Regions from separate parts of the Mus musculus genome. Here region 2 is linked to region 1. Evidence: chromatin contacts called from public promoter capture Hi-C data. All regions are on one chromosome and are shown on one strand. Each heading gives the region's core, a stretch centred on a gene start, on an enhancer-like site or on the middle of the called end of the contact. The rest is flanking DNA. Distances are from core to core; before and after follow the strand shown. Region 1 has its middle 23 kb from the start of Sema4d. Region 2 has its middle 6.0 kb from the start of Gm2848.

Region 1 (3,454 bases), core at 240-2,739:
CACATGGATCTTGCAGAGGTTGGCACAGTCTTGCTGTGAGCTGGGGCCTGAGAGGCTAAGGCTAGCAATAAGGAGGGCAGTTAGGAATCCCTAGGGAGGATTGGTGCCTATTTCCCTCCTCATCATGGAATGAGGCTCACACATCCTCTGGCCCAGCCACATCATCTGCCTGGTCTTAGCCTCAGGGAGTCTTTTGTTTGAATTGTTTATGGTCTGTACAGTCATGTACATGCCTACAGGACCTACAGATACTGGGGCAGTAATGGCCATGCCTAGCTATAGTTTGAAAGAAGGACACCAAGACTCAAATCTGGGCTGTTCTAGGTACTGCCTCCTGGTCAAGTGTATGCTATGCGGGTTTTATGATTTTTGTAAATGACTTAATTCCTCTAAAAAGAAACGAGTTCCTTGTTCGGGGAAATGGTCCCAAATGGAGCTGGGCAGAGCATTTAGTCAGTAAAGTACTTGCCTTGCAGGCATAAAGAACTGAGTTCAGTTCCAGCAGCTACAGAATAAAAAGCTAGATGTGGTGATTTGCCCTAGCAATCTAAGTGCCGGAGGGGCCAGGCAGCCTAACCAGTGAGTCCCTGGGTCAGTGGGAAAACCAGCTCAAAAAATAGATAGTTCCTGAGTTCTCTAGCTGAAAAACAGACAGACGACAGGCAGGCAGGCAGGCAGGCAGGCAGGCAGGCAGGCAGGCAGACAGACAGACAGACAGACAGACAGACACACACACACACACACACACACACACACACACACACACACACACACAGCAGTATATGTTCACAAAAAAAGGAAAGAAAAGGAAGGAAAACTGTCCCATGAAGTGGAATGGGGAAGCCTGACTCAATCACACTACTGCCTACTGCCTCAGATGGTCAAGTTCAGAAGCAATCAGTGAGGCCCTAAGACAGCAGCATAGACAGTGATCCACAGTCCATGGCTCTCTGCAGACAGAGCCTAATGCAGGCAAGTGGCTGTTCTTATCAAGTGTCTATAGCTGCTTCTGAGAGGCCTGGTGCTCACACCAGGCTAAAATTCACCAAGCAAGTCCTATGGTCTTAAAAACAAAAACAAAGCAAAAAATCAAGCATGGTTTCCGAATCTTGCTTTCCGGTCAACCATGGAACCTGAGGGTCAAGAACAAAACTAGGCAGCCATGAAGAATGCTCTCTGCTGTTGGCTGGGGAGCCCAATTTCATTGTGGACTTGCCTTGATTCTATTTCAAAGACCAGATAGAAATGTGTGCCGGAATTATCTTTCCTTCAGTCGTGTAAATGACATCATGGCATAGAAACGTACTTGTGTTCATTTAGAAAGAGCAGAAATTGTATTCCCACCCCCCTCAACGTGATGAATGCCATCTTAGGAAAATCGGGCCCAGAGCAGCCAGCCATCTGGCAAGGCTTGTTATTATGCATGGCCCAACCTCATGCGTGTTATCCTGGGTGTGCACACATGTTATGTGTTTACGGCAGGAGCCCCTGGGCTGCTCTCTTGCCTTGAAGACTGTAAGCAAAGAGGTGGGTCTAAATCATAGCTCTGTCCTACCCTGTGCAAAGCAGTGTCTCTTAACTGTGTCCCTGGTTGGGGATGTCACCAATTATAGTCTGAAAACATGCTGCATTGTGTCCAGCCAGGCCAAGAGGCAGCCCTTTCTGCTCTGGAAAATGGCTGTTCCCGCCAGCCCTTCAGCTGCCTCCTGCCTGGCAGCCTGCCTATGATAGATAGCTCCTCTGCAGATGGTCCAAGTTACCAGACAGAGCCAGGCTCAGAACTACCCATGGACCTAAGATGACTTCTCTCTGATCTATTCTTCTGGGAGCATGATTCCAGAGAAACCTATCAGTTTGCCTCTGAGATCCCATAAATCCTCGCCTGGAGTTCTTCATTTGGATGTCACCCTTCTGTGTCGCTGTCATATCAGACAACTCTTGACACAGGGCTGAGGGCCTCCTTCCCATCCCATGAGAACAGGAAGCACTGTTGTGTCTGGGTCTCCCACTGAAGCCGGATGGAGCTCATGAGTGACTCATTATTTTCTGTACGTTTATTTATATTCTAACTGATAAACACAATACTTTAAAGTCAGAAGACCTTCGCCTCGGGAGGATGAGGCAAGGCAAGGAAATAAAGTGCTGGAAGTTATTAAAGGACAGAGAAGAAAGCAAAGCAAAACCAGCTGGGAACAGAAAATAAGGAAGTTGAGGAGAGTAAGCAGGTACCTTGTAGTCTCAGCTACCGGAGAGGCTGAGGCAGGGGGAGCTCTTGAGCCAGGGTGTTTAAGACTAGACTAGGTGTGATGATTTGACTAGGTTTGGCCCAGGGAGTGGCACTATTTGGAGGTGTGACCCTGTTGGAGTGGGTGTGGCCTTGGAGTGGGTATGTCACGGTGGGCGTGGCCTTTAAGACCCTCATCCTAGCTGCCTGGAAGCCAGTATTCTGCTAGCAGCCTTCAGATGAAGATGTAGAACTCTCAACTCCTCTTGTACCAAGCCTTCCTAGATGCTACCATGTTCCTGCCTTGATGATAATGGACTGAACCTCTGAACCTGTAATCCAGCCCCAATTAAATGGTGTCCTTATAAGAGTTGCCTTGGGATGGGCAGTGGTGGCACACACTTTGGGAGGCAGAGGCAGGTGGATTTCTGAGTTCGAGGCCAGCCTGGTCTACAGAATGAGTTCCAGGACAGCCAGAGCTATACAGAGAAACCCTGTCTCAAAAAAAAAAAAAAAAAAGAGTTGCCTTGGTCATGGTGTTTGTTCACAGCAGTAAAACCCTAACTAAGACACTAGGGCAACAAAGTAAGACTCCGAGAGGCGGGGTGGGGGTGGGGGGTGGAGCAGGGGGTTGGGGGGCGCTTGGCAGTTAAGGCATTTGTTGCTCTTCCAGAGGACCCAAAGTTGGTTCCCAGCATCTATATGGGATGGTTCACAATCTCCTGTAATGAAAACTCCAGGGAATGCAAAGCTGTTCTGGCTGCTGCAGGCGTATGCACACACACATGCAAACATACATGCATACACACACACACACACACGTAAAATTTAAAATATTTCCTTTTCAAAAGAAATAAATGAGAGAGGCTGAGGAGATGGCTCAGTTGTTAACGTGCCTGCTGCTCAAGTATGAATATCAAGGTTTAGACACCCCCACCCCCCAGAACTCTCATAAATGTCGAGTGGACATGGTGGCCCACCTGAAATTCTGACCCCAGAACGAGGAGACAGGAGACCCCAGAATAAGCTGGCTAGTAAGACTAGCCGTATCAGTGAACACTGGGCTTGATTGAGAAACCTGTCTCAAAGAATAAGATGAATGACTGATGGGAGGTGACTGCTGACATCCCCTTGGTCCTCCGTACGTGCACATACTGAGAGAACCTAAGGGGGAAATCCAGATTCAGTTGGCTTAGAGAGGGCGCGCTTTACAGGTAGATCCAGAGCGAT
Region 2 (3,454 bases), core at 697-3,196, 760 kb before region 1:
TCTCTGCCTCATGGTCTTCTGAAGACTGCCCTATAGGCTTCCCCCTGAACACCCTTGAATGTTGCTGTGACCCTGTGCTAACCCCAAAAGCCCTCCTACCTAATCTCTTCCCAACACAGTCACTGTTTTGAAAATTGGGGGCTTGGGGGGGGTTATAGGGAACTTTTGGAATAGCATTTGAAATGTATATAAAGAAAATATCTAATAAAAATATTATTTAAAAAAAGAAAATTGGTTTCTTATCTACAGGATCTTAATAAAACTTTAAAAATAGCAAATGCAGTATGGTTGTCTCTATGCTAATTCTGACTCATGAAGTCTTTCCATATTGGGTTATTTTGTCTGAGTTTTCTGCTGTTCCTTGCTCACAGTGTCTCACTTCCTTGTGTACTCAGTGACATCTGACTGTGAGCCATTCACCATCCCTGAAATTTTATTTGTAGGAATTGGGTGACGCCAGAAGGAAGACATTTTCATTCAATAAGAAAGTGCCTTTGTTTCTGACAGAAACCTAGATTGTAATTAGTCCTTGAATGGCTTTAAGGTACATGTTCAGTTTAGGTGCTTAAAGTAGGCTGGTGATATGAATTAGAGTACAATTTCTTTATTTTACTCTACTGTTTCTCTGAATTGTATTCATTTGTTTGTTTATTTTGCTCTGTGCTTTTGGTTTTTTGTTTTGTTTTGGATTTTTTTTGTTTTTGTTTTGGTTTTTTAGTTGTGTGTGTGTGTGTGTGTGTGTTATGGCAATTATCTCAGGAGCACCACATTACACATTTTAAAATACATAACTTATATTTGTCAGTTGAACTTCAATAAACCTGAACTTTTTGCATGTAGAGCTTGGCAGACAAAATTTCACCTTTTAAGTGCTGGAGAGATGGTTCAACAATGAAGAATGATTGCTGTGCATGGTAGGCGGTCAGAATTCAGATTCCCGGCACGCACATGGTGGCTCACAACTGTCTTTAACTCCAATTCAAGAACCCCTTGGGTACTGCGTGCAGGAAAATACTCATATACATTTTTTAAAATCTGAAATAATTTAAACCTTCCAATAAAAGTAAACACAATGCCTTGTTCACCTTAGCCTTACACTTTCTTCTCTAGTTCTTTTTACAGTAGAATTGTTTCTTCAGACCTCTCTTCCCTGAGGTTTATTTTAACTTGGTATATGATATGACACATAAGTTAATAGTTGTCTTCAAAATGAAGATATAATGAAACCAGTTTGTTTCTTAGTCTTCCCCTTTCCCTCCCTCCCTCCCCCTCCCTCCATTGCTCCCTCCTACTCCCCCATGATGTGTGTATGATGTATCCACAGGCATATGTACACAGTGTAGACGTGCAGTCCATTCTCTCCTTCCACCTTTACAGCTTGAGGGTATGGAACTCAGGACATCAGCCATGTGAGGCAAGTGCTGAGAGCCTTCACCCACCAAGTCCTCTCACAGGCCCAATGATACCAATTGTAATACTCAAGCCTTCTACCCTGAGTTATGATGCACAAAGCAGATTCCTCTAGTAATTGTCACACTGGGTCTATTTCTAGCCTTGGTCCATGGATCAATCATTTCTCTCTCTCTCTCTCTCTCTCTCTCTCTCTCTCTCTCTCTCTCTCTCTCTCTGTTTTTTTATGAACATATGTGGTTTTTAAAAATGGGTACTTGTGGAAAGACAGTGTCAAGAGAAGGAGAGGACAAACAAGCCAGGAACAAGACAGCAGTGGCAGCATCACTGTGCAAAGTGCTCCAAGAGCTGAAGACAGCAGCAAAGACTCCGATTTCAAAGGGCAGGGAGAACTCAACCATCTGTCCAGGGAAGAAGTAGAGCTGGGGAAGAGGAGAATGAGAAGATGCTTCCGTTATTGGATACAGGGATGCAGAGTAAGGCAACAATGAGCTTCCACCACAGAGCTATGGGACTAGTCAAAATACAGATGCTGACACCATCAAATGCTGGCAGGATGGGGAACAGCTGGTGCTCTGCCACTGCCAGTGAGAGCAAAATGGTGAGGTCACTTTGGGGCAGATTTTATTTGCCTGTATATGAGTTTTGCTGTGAGCCCAGAACTGTTCAAAAAAAATTATCTTTGATTTTGTTAAAATGCCTGAAGTAAACACAAATATCCAGAAAATAAAAAGACAACAAATTCAGAACTTTTACCTGAGGCGCCTATTGTAATTTGTCCAACTCAGAGGCTTGTGTTTGAACACTTGGTCTCCAGCCTGTGGTCCTGCTTAGGAAGTTAGGAAGTAGGGCTTCATGAGATGAAGTGGGTCCTGTGTGTGTATGTGTATGTGTGTGACTGTGTGTGCATGTATGTATGACTGTGTGTATGAGCATATGTGAGTGTGTGTGTGTGTGTGTGTGTGTGAATATCCATGAATGTGTGTGAATGTGCATATGCAGTGTGTGAGTATGTGTGCATGTGTGTGAGTGTGTGTGCATGTGTGTTAGTGTGCATGCGTGTGAGTATGTGTGCATGTGTGTATGTATGCATGTGTGTGAGTGTATGTGAATATGCATGTGTGTGAGTGTGCATGTGTGTAAGTGTGTGTGAATATGCATGTTTGTGTGCATGTGTGTGAGAGAGTGTGCATGTGTGTGTGAGTGTGTGTGTGTGTGTGTGTGTGTGTGTGTGTGTGTGTGTGTGTGAGGCTTGAGGATTTAGAGATGGGACTGCTTTTGTCCTCTCTGCTTCTGGTCCATGGAGATCTGAGCGAGCCACTTTGAAGCCCTGTCACCACAGCCACAGGCCATTTCTGTCACACTTCTCAAGCTGCGGGCCAGAAGAGGCCCCTCCTTCCCTGCACTGCTCTTGACAGGCTTTTATTCACAGCCATGAGAGAAGTAGCCGAGGCAGTGACCACAGAGCTCTCTTCCCATGCACACACTTGACAACGACCTCACTTGAACTAGAATACCCTCCCTAGATACCCTATGTCCATAAGAAGAGGACAGTTTCACCTAACAGAATAAACATCTAAGGTGAGCTGACTTTATGGAAATGACTATCACAAATGAGCTGCTTTCTGGAACTACCACTCTTACTAAAGGAAAACAAGCAGTTTGGGCCCTTTTGCCAGGCAGTCAGCTTGAATGTCAGAGTTAACTCCTCACTGAGCCTGGAGATAACACCCTCTACTGCTCTGCTATGACCTGACTCCCACAGTGCTTCTTGTATGAAGGTTAGGTCAACAAGCTCTCTTCTTTTTAGCTACAATCTCTCAACTAGTTATTCTTAGCTCTGGAGTTAAAGGGCTCTGTTAACTTCGGGGCCTTTCCCCCAATGTTTCTGAGAGGAGTCAGCAAGGAATAAATAGGCAGTTGGGGAAGAGGCTGGAGGGAAAGAGATAACATTCCTACATAGCAGCTTGACTAGGAAGAGAGCTGACAACACCGCAGCCTCCCTCTGCAGCTTGGGTGCCTCCTTACTCACTGTGGTTATCTT

What was found. Promoter capture Hi-C pulls out the DNA fragments that hold promoters and counts their contacts.
Region 2: a promoter capture Hi-C map of the HPC-7 cell line shows a contact between it and region 1. The contact joins two enhancer-like sites. A contact is called at or near these places in 16 of 39 promoter capture datasets (the 3T3-L1 cell line, 3T3-L1-derived adipocytes, the C10 cell line and 11 more), 1 of 484 Hi-C or Micro-C datasets (bone marrow-derived macrophages) and 8 of 115 datasets of contacts at active chromatin or transcription factors (the 230-238 cell line, bone marrow-derived dendritic cells, double positive thymocytes and 3 more).

Annotation. Positions count from the first base shown.
Region 1 is chr13:51,814,901-51,818,354 of GRCm38.p6, reverse strand. No RefSeq gene overlaps it. Among named protein-coding and RNA genes, the nearest start is that of Sema4d, 23 kb to the right of the region's middle. Within about 2 kb of position 1,489, at least 84 of the 459 cell types and tissues checked have an H3K27ac peak or open chromatin away from gene starts, as enhancers often do. A contact at or near this core is called in the HPC-7 cell line and bone marrow-derived macrophages, where this site is marked.
Region 2 is chr13:52,577,478-52,580,931 of GRCm38.p6, reverse strand. No RefSeq gene overlaps it. Among named protein-coding and RNA genes, the nearest start is that of Gm2848, 6.0 kb to the right of the region's middle. Within about 2 kb of position 1,946, at least 23 of the 459 cell types and tissues checked have an H3K27ac peak or open chromatin away from gene starts, as enhancers often do. A contact at or near this core is called in the HPC-7 cell line and bone marrow-derived macrophages, where this site is marked.